Linked DNA regions of Sus scrofa: region 1 is linked to region 2. Evidence: chromatin contacts called from public HiChIP or PLAC-seq data. All regions are on one chromosome and are shown on one strand. The core of a region is the stretch at or near the end of the contact, and the rest is flanking DNA. Distances in the headings are between cores, read along the strand shown.

Evidence for each region. HiChIP or PLAC-seq counts read pairs in DNA pulled down with a chosen protein or histone mark.
Region 1: an H3K27ac HiChIP or PLAC-seq map of skeletal muscle shows a contact between it and region 2. The contact joins two enhancer-like sites. A contact is called at or near these places in 1 of 47 Hi-C or Micro-C datasets (embryonic fibroblasts) and 1 of 2 datasets of contacts at active chromatin or transcription factors (skeletal muscle).

Annotation. Positions count from the first base shown.
Region 1 is chr7:87,018,751-87,025,289 of Sscrofa11.1, forward strand. The region is part of intron 2 of SLCO3A1 (solute carrier organic anion transporter family member 3A1); the gene reads right to left. Among named protein-coding and RNA genes, the nearest start is that of SLCO3A1, 81 kb to the right of the region's middle. Within about 2 kb of position 1,916, at least 5 of the 83 cell types and tissues checked have an H3K27ac peak or open chromatin away from gene starts, as enhancers often do. A contact at or near this core is called in skeletal muscle, where this site is marked.
Region 2 is chr7:86,885,765-86,892,473 of Sscrofa11.1, forward strand. The region is part of intron 2 of SLCO3A1 (solute carrier organic anion transporter family member 3A1); the gene reads right to left. Among named protein-coding and RNA genes, the nearest start is that of SLCO3A1, 210 kb to the right of the region's middle. Within about 2 kb of position 2,872, at least 33 of the 83 cell types and tissues checked have an H3K27ac peak or open chromatin away from gene starts, as enhancers often do. A contact at or near this core is called in skeletal muscle, where this site is marked.

The sequences.
Region 1 (6,539 bases), core at 666-3,165, 130 kb after region 2:
ACACCGGATCCTTGACCCACTGAGTGAGGCCAGGGATTGAACCTGCAACCTCATGGTTCCTAGTTGGATTCGTTTCTGCTGCTCCATTTTTAATATTTTTAATTAAGGCTTATACATTGTATCTTTAGACATAATGCTACTGTGCACTTAACAGACTACAGTATAGGAGTTCCCATCATGGCGCAGCGGTTAACGAATCCGACTAGGAACCATGTGTTTGCAGGTTCCATCCCTGTCCTTGCTCAGTGGGTTCAGGATCCAGCGTTGCCATGAGTTGTGGTGTAGGTCGCAGACATGGCTCGGATCCCGCGTTGCTGTGGCTCTGGCATAGGCCAGTGGCTACAGTTCCGATTAGACCCCTAGCCTGGTAACCTCCATAGGCTGCGGGAAGCGGCCCTAGAAAAGGCAAAAAGACAAAAAAAAAAAAAAAAAAAAATTACAGTACAAACATAACTCTTTTTTTTTTTTTGGTCTTTTTGCTATTTCTTTGGGCCGCTCCCGCGGCATATGGAGGTTCCCAGGCTAGGGGTCGAATCGGAGCTTAGCCACCGGCCTAAGCCAGAGCCACAGCAACGTGAGATCTGAGCCGCGTCTGCAACCTACACCACAGCTCACGGCAACGCCGGATCGTTAACCCACTGAGCAAGGGCAGGGACCGAACCCGCGACCTCATGGTTCCTAGTCGGATTCGTTAACCACTGTGCCACGGCGGGAACTCCGAAACATAACTCTTATATGCAATTTTATCTGCTTCCAAAATTTGCAGGACCCACTTTATCACAACAGTCACCTTGGAGGTGAACCTGCAGTCTCTCTGAGGTCTGCCTATACTGGGAAGAGTGTTCAACTACTTGGACATTACGTCCTCCAAGGCAGCTTAAGGAGGCCTTTACCACTCTCTGATCCATCCTGTAACTACCTTCCCCAGCTAAGTTCATTTCCATAGATGATCTATTCTGGAAGTTCTTCAGAACCCCAGTGGGCCTGAACAATTGCGGAGGCCAATTATTTTCCCAGGTTGAAAGGCCCTGGGAATTACCTTCTTGTAACCTGTGGATCACTACTTGTTTTTTATCTTCCACATGTGTTCATTTGTGACCCTACCTTCTCACCAGTTTTGCCCCAGCTGTGGTCTAGTACATTCTAAAGTCACTCCCCGACTTGCACAGTAAAGCAAGTGAGCTGGGCCAAGCTTGGGAATGAAAAAAAAAAAACAACAAAAAAGAACTGAAGTTGCATAACAGGGATGAATGTATACCAATTAAATGCTGTTAGGTCTCCAACGTAAACAAGACAGTCTGGTGAGTGCGTTTGTCTCACTCCACTGCAGGGAGATGGTGAAAACATACCATGTGGGGTCTTTTTGGTAGAAGAAAGCTTTATCTGATGACAGTTTGAAAATTTCCCATGGGGAAAGCCAGGCTCTGAGCTCTCCTGACCTAGAAATTCATCACCATTTCATACTTCAGTGCTAAAAGAACCAACATGAAAAGGAAAGAAGAAAGGAAGGGAGGGATGGGGAGAGAGAGAAAGAGAGGAAGGAAGGAAGGAGGGAGAGGAGGAAGAGAGAGAGAGACAGAGAGAGAAAGAAAAAGAAAGAAAGAAAGAAAGAAAGAAAGAAAGAAAGAAAGAAAGAAAGAAAGAAAGAAAGAAAGAAAGAAAGAAAAAGAAAAAATAAATTAGGTAGTTGGGTTAAGCCACTTTTAACACTTAGCACACTTGGGGTCCCATATTAATCCAGGTGCACCATCACTGTAGCATCTAAAGACAGGGGAGGAGAGCATATGGTGGAAAAGATACCAGGTAATGGTGACCCGGATTATAATCCAGGCCTTGCCACCCACTAGCTATATGACCCTGGCCAAGCTGCTTAACCTCCCCCAGGAAGGACCTGTACAATAAAAATAACAACCCCTGTCTCTCTGGGCTTTAGGAGTAGGAAGCAAGAGTGACCACTGGTAAAGCTCCCATACTCTGTAACACAGCAGAGGCCCCATAAACAAGAGCTAGTGCATTCAGTGTTATTACGATCATCGTTCAAACCCATGGGTGCTTCACGCACTTGTCTAAATAAGCAGACAGCTGTTAAATTTTCTTTGCGACAACAATGGATCCTAAAATTAAACACTTGCTCAGGGCCAGTAACAAGGCCAGTATTAAAAAATAAATAAATAAAAGCACCAGTGTGGGAGACATTTTGTCCTTTATACTGCCTGATGGCTTTGGAATCTTGTCTTTAGCTCCCGCACCATAAGCATTCATGCTTGCTTAAACCAATACAGTTGATCTGGCTGGATCCAGACAAGGTTCTTTTCCCCATGATACAAATGTACAGACTGAGGCCAGGAGAGCAGGTGAAATGATTTAGATCTAAGTATAGACACTGCTGGGTTTCAAATGGTTCCAAGTGTCCATGCACAATTTTAGAATCTATTAGATCCTTGCTGTGTTAATGAGGCCCCTTGCTGGGAATCCAAATTCCCTTTGTAAACTCCATTAACTACCCACAAGGCAGGTGGGCAACTGTGGATGTTCTTATGGTAATAATGCCTTGCCCAGAAAGAGGGCAGGGGGAAAATCACATCCATTTGGACCACATGCTTAGAACATTAGAGAGAACAGGAGAAAAGCATCTCTCCTTGGAGAGGGATTAGGATGAGCTCTACCCCAAGGCCCGCTTCCACTTCCCACATAAGAGGCAATGTTAATTGGTAAAGAAAATAAGGAGGTTTCTCAGACACAGCAACCATCCCAAAAACACTGGGATGAAAATTTTACCCATAAAAAGTTTGCAGAGGTCATTTGTGTCCTCAGATGATTTCCAGGGTCCCTCACAACTGTCTGCCTATTTGTTTTGCTTTTAATGGCCCCCAGAGAATTTGCCTTAGTAAGAACACACGGAAACTTTTGACTTTGAGAGTTCAGATTCCATTAATCCAAGTGCATTTTTTAAATGTTTTTGCCTTTAGAGGGGGGAAAAAAAAAGTTCTGATTTTCCTATCTGTGCATCAGTTCAAACCAGCACAGAAAATTTGCTGAATATTATCCCAAACACTCATGGCTAGGCTGAAAGTCCGGATGGAAAATTTTAGCTTCAAAGGAATTGGGGGCGGGGGGATGAAGGGGCCAGCCCAGGAAGATAAGCCCTGAGAGGGTGTCACCAGGGCCACTGGGAACACATCTGACTTTTCACCCACAGTTGCCTAAGTGATGCTCCAATACTTCCTGTTGTAAGCACAGCTGCTCCCCAGAGAGCACATCAAGTCAAAGGCCGAGCACTAAACAACATTCCAGATGCCATCTGTCACAGCACACAGCATTATTTCGACTATCTTGGTTTATCTCATCCCAAGTCACCTGTCATCAAGGTCTGTTCAACATAAGGACTTTCTATGCTTTTAACCTTTTTTGGGTCACAAACCTCCCTGAAAATCCAGTGAAAGCTTCCCCACAAGAGCACACATACATCTGCCTACAACTTTGAAAGGTTGTGGATCCCTCCCCTAAAGCACATCTAAGAACCTCTAGCTTCAAGCAGCCCAGTTAATTTCTCTCGGCATTCTTGAGGCACATTCACGAATCCCAGCTCTAAAGACTACACCTAAGTTTTTATGAGTGTCCATTGGGCCACCTAATGCTTTATTTAGTATTTTCTGATTTTCATCTGTATGTGGGCAAAAATAAGCACATGCATGCATACTCAATACATACATCATACACACACACCCCACAGCTTGGCACAAATGAACTGGCAAAGCCAAGCTGGGATTGGAACATATTCACTGAGCTCATTCATTCCTGACAATATGAAGTCATTAGAGGGAGTTAAGGTAGCTTTGGCAAGTGCAGCCATAGAAAGCAGCCAGGGTGGGCTCTGTTTTTTCCACTCAATAAACAGCACCACTGAATAAGCTCCATGTGCTCACCACTCTCCTGCCCACGTAGGTGATTTGCTTTTAAATACTTGTGTTTCAGACAAAGCCTGCCACCAGATTATTTTTAAATACTTTGTTTGGGGGAGATTTTGGGGGGTTGGTAGGGAGAAAGTAAAGGGGGCATTACTTTTGGCCTCTGGGTCCCTATTCTGCATTTTAAATGTTTATGAAATAAAGAATAAAGAGCTAAGCCCAAACTTTCAACCTAATCCTTGTATTATATGTATAGGTTCATGCGTTCTTCAGTTCTTTAGAATATCATGGGTGAACACCTTGATATTATGAAAGAACTAGTGTTCTGATCAGAGGACAACTGCCTTACATGGGGACAGAAATAGTCAACCCTGTTGGAAGTTGCTTGATCAAACCTCAAGAAGAAATCGATCCAGTCCAACTCTGACATGACATGACTGGGCATTTAAGCCTGATTAGGCAGGATCATAATCCAAAACATTTGGTTGCAAATGCTGGAAAGGATAAGTTATGTGCTTAAGGGGATCCTAAGGGGAATGCTAATTGGGATGCAAGCTTCAGGCATAGCTGGATCCAGGGATCCCTCATGCCTTCTCTTTCTTTGGTCTACTTTCCTTTGCTGTCTTCACTCCTAGGTCAAGTTCATCACATGTGAAAACAAAGATGGACACTGGAATCTGTGGGTATTCAAAGTAGTTACAGCCTACTGTCCTAGAAGAAAAAGTAACATGTCTCTTTCTCCCTGCTGCAGCTCTCCAGTCAATTTTCAAACCCCATGGTAGACTCTGGTTGTACTACTCCTTGGGCCAATCACTGGAGACCAGAGCCTTTCTCAGTCTCGTGATTGGTCATGCCCGGGACACATGATTATCTCTGCAGCCCATAAGAACCACCTGAAAAGGAGAGAGGTCTATGGGGAAAAAAATGAGGTTCTTGACAGACAAAAGCAGAGTCTGCCACAAAGACTCTTATGTGAGACATTTTAACACTAAAGAATTCTCTAGCAATGAAGAACTCATTTCCCACTGGAGACGAAGGCCATTAGCCTCTAATCCCTAATCTAACAACAGCAGGTCACAATCCCCTACAGAAACCAAACCCTTCATGGCATCTGCTCTCCTAGAGAGCTTCTCATAGGTGAAAGGAAAAAAGGAAGTAAAGCCAAGATTATTCGAAGAAAGAAGTAAATAGTCTAGAACTAAAGAAAAAATATGCATGTTATTCAGGAAAAATATCTCAAGAACTTCTATTTAAACATAGTACCTGTGATATGTTTGAAAAGAAAAATCTGAAATGGGTCTGCGTTCACTAGTCAGGTGCACTGAAAGGCTGATGGTACAGAAGGAACGAGCAGTAAACTTGGAGATGGTGATGGAAGGAAAACTCCTTCATGTGCGTCTTTACCTTTCGCAGGAATCCTCTCCGGTCTTACTCCCTGTCTGTCAAATACTTTGAGGCTCTTCTACAATCTCTGAGCAAAGATGCTCTCACACACAGTAAACATCCTCAGGCCCCAACCAGTGTTCAGTGGTCCTGCTTTCTGCGTTCCAATACTCCCTTCAGGGAGCCCTGAGTAGGATCCTTCTTTCTCTTGCCCATGCTTGGCTGGGAAAAATGGTTTCCTTCCTGTTTCATTCTGCAACGCCCGTTCATATGCAGCAGGAGCAGAGCCTCAGCCAGTACAGCACCCTGAGAGGCCACTGTGTCCTGTGTCTGGGGAAGAGCCCCACTGCCTCCCCAACCCAATGCCCGTATCACAGGAGATAATGCTATGTATTCTGGCTGTGGTGTTCATGTGTGCAACTGCTTTCCTTCCCTCCTTTCTTATTTGTCTAATTTATTTGCTGCTCAGAAGGTGGGTGCCCTCTGAAATGGAACGTCTGGAGCAAAGAACTCAAAACAGTAGGCTGTTCCTACGTGGTCAGGCTGGATTCTATGGCCGTTGGCCCACAGAGGGTTTAGAGAGAATTTCAATGAGCAGGCAATTCACTCCACTTGAAAAATGTGAATCTCTAGTCTCTCTCAAAAATCAGAAGATCTGGCAAGACTGTCTTTGAGTTCCCACGGGGCAACAGGGCTGAGGATGATGATGCAAAGCCCCTTGGTTCCCCAGCCTCCATGCAGCCTGCCTCCCCCAATTGCTAGCTGAGCCCAGGCAGCACTTCTGATTGCCACCCTGAGCAGAGACATGGGAGTGGGGGGGCTGCAAAAAACAAGGACACCAATGCTCCCCGCCAGCCCAAAGTCTCTTTTTGTGACATCCTCTCATTTATCTTCTGGGAAAAGCCACCGCAAGGACAAATGGCTAATTTCCAGCTCCCACAGAATCTATCCAAATGAACTTGAGCTTTGAATATTTTCAGCAAATGTGGATTAGGCTAGAGCCACAACGATTCATCACCTAAATGTCCAGTGAACTGATTCCAGCATTTCTAGATCGGCAAACTATTATACAATCATCTAAAATGATGTTTACTGTTTATGAGATACAAAAAAAATTAAGAGTATGGCCTTAACTAAGTAAAAAATAAATACAAGGAAAAAAGGCTGGCATGAAATACACCGAAATATCAACAATAATTTTCTATAGGTACCTGGATTACAAATTCTTTGGTTTCGTACTCTTATTTT
Region 2 (6,709 bases), core at 1,622-4,121:
AGGCTGGAGGGGTGGCCTCCCCTTACTGAGGGCTTAGGTTGCTCTGCTCTCCCACGGTGAAGCACCTGTGGAAGGAATCTTGATATGGAAGGAAAAGCTCCCTTTTCTCAACCCTGATCCCCCACAGGTGTTTCCCTACAATGTACCCTCCCACCATTGCCCCACGAAGCACGAAGACAGTAGCATCTGTACGGCTCCTGGGAAATGGACAGGGTTGCTCTCTCCTGTAGTGACCAGCCCCAGGCTCAGGGCCCCCCAGGCCCTGCCCAGCTAACCCCAGGGGCATCACATCTTGCCACACCTATTACCCTTGCCTGGGGTTGGGCAGGCTTTTCCCTGGACAGAAGTATCCAAGAACCACAGTGTTTCAAGGAGCTTGAAGATACTCCAGCTCAGCATCCGCCCAACTTGTCTTTTCTCTCTTTTTGCAGTGAAACCCTTTCTTTGATCTAAACCAGATGAACAAAAGGATGCTCTGATTGAAGGTGGGTGACCCCCTCTTCCTGGCTCCTCCTTGGCTCCAGAGACACCTTGGTGAACCCCCAGGCTCCCTGGAATGTAATTTCGAATTCAAGGCTCTAATCTAGTCCAACCTTTCTATTTTACAAAAAGAGCAGCCATGAGACACAGGGTGTGAGTGTCCCCACAGGGTCCATGCTTGCTAGGACTCCATGGCATTTCCTAATATGATGCTGGAACCAGCAGCCTGGCACCCCTTCTAAGCTGCCTTCTTACTACTCTTCCCTAAGAGGCTGGGGAAGCTTCTAGCCTTCTAAGGCGGAGCTTCTTCATGTTAAACTTTCCAGTCACGGGTGCAACAGGACCAGCCCATAACTTTTTATCTGCTTTTAAACAGAAATAGCAGGGAGGTTGTAAATGTTTTAATATTAGATTGTGGTGATGGTTGGACAACTTTGTAAACCCTGCACGTAAACCGAGTAAATTTTACGGGATATAAATTATACCTCAATAACACTGTTGGATAAAATAAAAGAAAGACATAACGAGGTTTTTAAAAAGAGCTATAAAGGAGTTTGAGCACACAGACCTTCCTTAATTACCACAGGAAGCAGGGGCTACATGGGAAAGGCTGGCCACATATTTACGGCAACTCAGCTGAATGATCCAGCTAACTCCCTTTTTCTCCTTTGCCGGAAAAACTGGAATTGGGACTCCAATTCATCCAACTGACTTTTAAGCTCTGGTGAAGGTTGGGGGGGGGGGTGTGGCAGGTGGGGGATGTCAGAGACTCCAAAGCAGAGTTTTGCATAAGGTGGGGCTCATCCATGGGGATCAGTGCCTGAAGGCCCAGTGGGTTAGGAGACTGCCCAAGGCAGGACCCACAGCTTGAACAGCTGCAAGGTCAGCCTGATGAAGAGGTCAACTTGCCCCTGAGCACCAGTAAGCTCAGAGTAAACACATCCCTAAGACTCACCCATTTCCCTGATAAAATTTACAAAACCCAATGAAATTAAATTTAGTACTTACTCCATAAAATTGCCCTAAGGGTTAAACAAGGTAATCTATGGGAAATGCAAAAACTTAGAACAACGTCTGGCTGGCTGATTTAAAAAAAATATATATACTACTTAAAGGAACAAGTCTAGGCAGAGCCCCCAACTCATGGAATCATATGATTTCATTGAGTCTTCACAATAATCCTGTGCAATGACTTTTACTGTCCCCATTTTGCAGACAGGAAAAGAGAGGTTCCCAGAAATTAAAACAATGGTCCAAAGTCATCCAGTGGATGGGCAGCAGAGCTAGGATTTGAACCCTGGCCTGCCCTTGACGCAGTCGTGGCTCCACTATCCCCTTATGACAAGGACCCCACCCTTCTAGGGTTTGGACTGAAATGAATTTAACGGACTACACACATGAGGGGGTGCTGATCAGTATCTGTCCCATCAGCAAAATACCCCCTCTTTGCTGAGGTCCACGTTCCCAGTTGTCAAACCTCAAAACAGGCCTCAGTGAAACATCACAGCCCTCGAGGTTCCCAAATGGTTAAACTGCCCTTCAGCTTGGTGCTCAGTACTTAAAAGCAGAACCTGAACTAGCCCTCAGGGGCTATTTTTAGCTTCCCGTTTTTTTTGTTGTCCTTTTTGGGTGATCTGATAGCATAGGCTGAGCTAACATTTCCTGTTCTGGTGTTTTCTTCTCACCAACTCCCACCTTGAGAAATGCTGAGACTCCAAAGGGCTGGCCCAGTTATAGAGCCGCAGCTCCTGACTTAAGGAAAACGACCTGCAGGAGGCTGGCAGGGAGGCTCTGACCTAGGCACCCTCCCAGGGCTGCCTGGGGTGGGACACGGGTTGGATGGGAGCCAATGGCTTCCAGGCACACCCATTTCCAAGGAAAGCCTTAATGAGCCTCTGGCAAAGGGACAGCAAAGAGAATACCAGTCAGTGGCCACGCTCCAAACCATGGGCATGCCACATGAGCAGGAGCCTGAGAGAGTGGCCTGGCTTGTCAGAAACTGCCTCGGGGCTGTGGCTCTGGATCTCACCACTCACTTGTAACTCCCCTAATAGCTTGCTGGAATCTAAGAGTCCACAATTAGAAATGCACTCCTTGGGCCAACTGGTCGCCTGGTCGCCAAGCCCTGCCCTTTCCAAGTTTCTTCTGGTGCTGCCAGCAGAGTTGCATTCTCCGAGACACAGGTGTGACCATGCCAACCCCTTTCAAAACTCATCAGGAGACCTTTATTGCCTTCTTGTGAAGTTCACACATTCTGGCACAATTTACAGGAACTCCAGCCCCTTCCCAGAGTTCCCTTCCCTATGTGCCATTCTCCAGGTTGCTGAGTCCCTGCACTTCTCAGCAAGCCTGATATGACTTGGACAGGGTCTAGCTGCTCCCTGAGCCACCCCTATAAAATCCATAGGGAACTCAAATGTCACCTCCCTCTTAAAGCTGCCCCCACCCACCCCACTGAGCTCTCCGAATCTTATTCCTCTGAGCATAATAAATGCTCAACCCAAGTTTGCTGCATTGAATTAACTCAAGGCATCTGCCCTCAATTAAAATATGCAAATTCATCTGGAAAAGGAAGCATTCCTTAGTCACTGGCGCTTCTGTGCCAAAGTGCTGGCTGGGTGCTTCCCTGAGTGCAGAATCTGATGGCAGAAGGATGACTGAGGGCCAGATGCAGGGAGAAAGGAGAAGGGCACGAAGCTAACCCTGGGAAGTCCTTGACCCCTGCCTGGGACTGATGAGGGAGAGCCGTGGGGGCAGCCAGCTGGAGTCTGTGGCCTCTCTTTTCTCCCACTCCCCAAATCCAACTGAGAGTGTGTTTCCAAATCTTATTTGTCAAAATAGTATAATGGAATGTTACTAAACCATACAAGTCTAGCTAAAAAAAAAAAAATCTCTAAACGACAGAAGTTTGTCTTCTGTTATTTTGTTCCTGTTGTGCTTCTGCTGAAACTGGATCAAGAAGCTCACAGTCTGATGGGAGATACTGGGGTGGGGGGTGGGGGGGGAATGGATCCTCTTGGAACAGACTGTGACCTGCTGCAGTAGGAGGTGAGAGTTTCTAAGTAACGGTAACTGCCTGCTGTAGTCAAAGTAGTTTCCTTCTGTCTCATTTATGGATGGAGAACCTGAGGCCCTGACAATGGGTGATTTGCCCAAGATCCCTGTCGCCTCCAACATGCTCACGAGTTTGACCACAGGACATTAGGGCCGGTGGAGCTTGGTGCTGGTCATATACCGGGTGGCACCAGATACAAGGGTCTTGGGATCCTTTCCCCATCTTGAGAGAACTTCAGCTTCAGCTTGGGGCTGATGCAAGTGACATTCAGGATGACTTTGTATCAAAAAAAAAAAAAAAAAAAGTGTTCACATAGAGAAAGGAAGGGGACTGACTCTGGAATTCCTCTGACTCCTGGGGCTGAATGCAGCCAAAGGCTGATGTCAACTAGCGTCATCTCCTCCGTGGTGTCCAAGCAGGCTGCCACCTGCAGGCACACAGACAACACATGTGCAGCTCTCTGGCCACGCAGAGACCTCAGAAGCAGCTGAACAGGACAGCTCCTGGGGGCACTAGAAGGATTGGTCCCCAACAATCCCCTCCAAACAACCTATTAAGAGCTAACCCTTATTATCAAGTGCTTACCCAGTGATAAGCGCTTTTATCTTATTTAAGATACTAACTAAATGGTCAACCTAAGATAGGTTGTTCTCATTCACATTTTACAGGGAAGAAGCTGAACATCAGAGATGCTAAGTCACTTACTGACGGTCACAGAGCAACTCACGGTGGAGTCAATTTGTGAACCCAGAAAGGGCGAACTTCAAAGTCAGCTCCTTTCACTGCGGTACCACACAAGAAGCAAGAAACTCAGCTTTACATCTTCATACTCAGCTCGGAGCCTGGATCCCAGCTATGTGCTCAGGAGATATTTATGAATGAGTGAGCAAACGAGCTCATGTTTGTAAGTTACAGGTAAGCATTACCCAGAATTCTTATGGAGCTGGTAGCCCCGGGGGGTGCCCTGAATGTGGTCAGTCACCCCTTCCTCCTTCCTCTGAGTAAATGCCCTTCTGGTGCCCAGAAGGAAGGAACGAGGAAGAACTGTCAGCGCCCTGGGGCCCAGCCTCCTTGCTTATGGTTCCTGTGGGGTTTCTCTGCTCTTACCCTCTGGCTGCCCTTTGCATGGAGGAGCAAGGCTGCCTGATGGAAGCATATCACAGGAAAAGGTCATGCAGACAGGGATCCCTTCCTTTTTTCTGCAATCTGCAGTGGAATGCAAATAAGCCCTGAACCGCTTGACAAAAACAGCGAGGAGGAGGGACCCTTGAGAAACAGGAGGGGGTGGTGACAGTCTTCAGTGTCACACACAAGCCTCCTTTGGCCACAAGGGCCATGTGACAGGTCCTACCAGACTGGGCTCTGGGGAGCCACAGACGCTGTCCATTTGGTACCCCAGCTTCAAACTGGCTCTGCTCCTCAACAATGCCAGGGAAGGTCAACCACCATGGTTTCCATCGGCCAAGGATGCAACTCCAGGGACTCCTGGGGCAAGAGCAGTGGGCTCGGGGGACTTGCTGCTCTTGACCTTGCCCCCTCCTCTGGTGGTAGGGAGAGGACCGGGGGCCACACCATCCCACCCAGCCCGGGACACGAAGCTTTTCTTCCCAGGTGAGGCCAGCCACTGGAGGATGTACAGGCAGCCCTCCTGGACCACATCTAGGGGGGGCACAGCTTAGTGTGGGCTGGAGCTGAAGGTGCAGAACATGGTCTTTGGTCCCTATGCTGCCATTCTTTTCCCCTAGTGGTGCCTCCGCTTGATTGAACAGTTTTCCAAAATGAAAACACCCCCTCCCTACTCCACTGTCCAGATGATAATGATGAATCAGATTATTAAAATTATGCAAAGCCCTCTGAGGCCCTCAGGATTCTGGAAAGAACCAGTATCAGAGATTGCTGTGATAATCCTGGGGGAATAAAGCCCTCTCTTTAGCGGTACAACCTGAAATTCTACTATTATTTTAGATACTGATCATTTCACTTAAGATGTCAACAAGTGTCTCCAGAGATCCCCCCCCCCAAAAAAATAAGATGCCTTTTCAGGCCCTCAAATACCAGTTTCCAGCAGGATGACCTCAGTAAGTGTCCCCAACTGCCAGGGGACCCCTCACTCACAGCGGGAGGTTCTCATGCCAAGGGCCTGCTTCTAAGGGACTAGGGGTTCCCTCACACTCATTAAGGATTTTTGTCACCTTAAAAACTTTCTGGGACAGAATGTGATATCAGTTGTGTGTGTGTGTATGTGTGTGTGTGTGTGTGTGTGTGTGTGTGTGTCTGTCTGTCTGTCTGCCTTGTGCAGGTATCTGAAAGGCTCAGAGTTGGGTAATGGCTCGGGTTTTCCTCCTGGTTGAATTTCCTCAATGTTCAGGGTTTGCTCGTCACTATATTTTGGCAGTGCCTCCAGGAAGGGCCTGCGCAGTGCATGGAGGCAGCAGAGAGCATCATCCCTGGGGCGGGCCGGTATGTTGGGCACAGTCTGTCAGTGCCTCATTGGACAGCAGCAGGAAGGCAGCTGCTGCGGGTTTGCCCAGAGCCTCTGCATCACCTTGCAGCCAGATCTTGTGGCTCAAAAGGGGAACCCCTTCTGGGAAGGGTGGGCCATGCTCTTGGGACCAAGCCATAGGGGCATCTGAAGGGGTGACATGGGTGCCTGGAAGCCAGCCTTGCCAGGTCCCTCCTTCTCTCCAGTGCGCTGCCTACCCCTCAGTGTTCCCACAGCCCAGAAGCCCCTATAGCCCCATCTCCACCAAGATGGCCAGTAGTGTGTGCACACCCCCTACCTCTTAGGTTTCTTGGGATCTGCCCAGCAGTTCCACCAGCCCTTGGGTTTTAGAGATTGTATAGCTAATCACTCACTGCAGGCAAACACCTCCGCAGTGATTCAATGAACAAACCCCAGGGAAGTCTCAGAATTTCAGGACTCTCTGGGGCAGTTATTCATAACCAAAAGTTTGATTCAAATATGAGTCAGGGAGAGAAGGCTTCTGCCATGATTTTTCTTCCTCTTTAATCCCTGGGATGCAGCGCAGCTGAGTCCTCGCTACCATCCAGGTCTATGATCATTTCTGCCTGCTCTCAGCCCGGTGTGCAGCAGCTTGATGTGGGATCTCAGTTCCCAGATCAGAAATAGAACCTGGGCTGCAGCAGGGAATGGGCTGAATCCTAACTACTAGG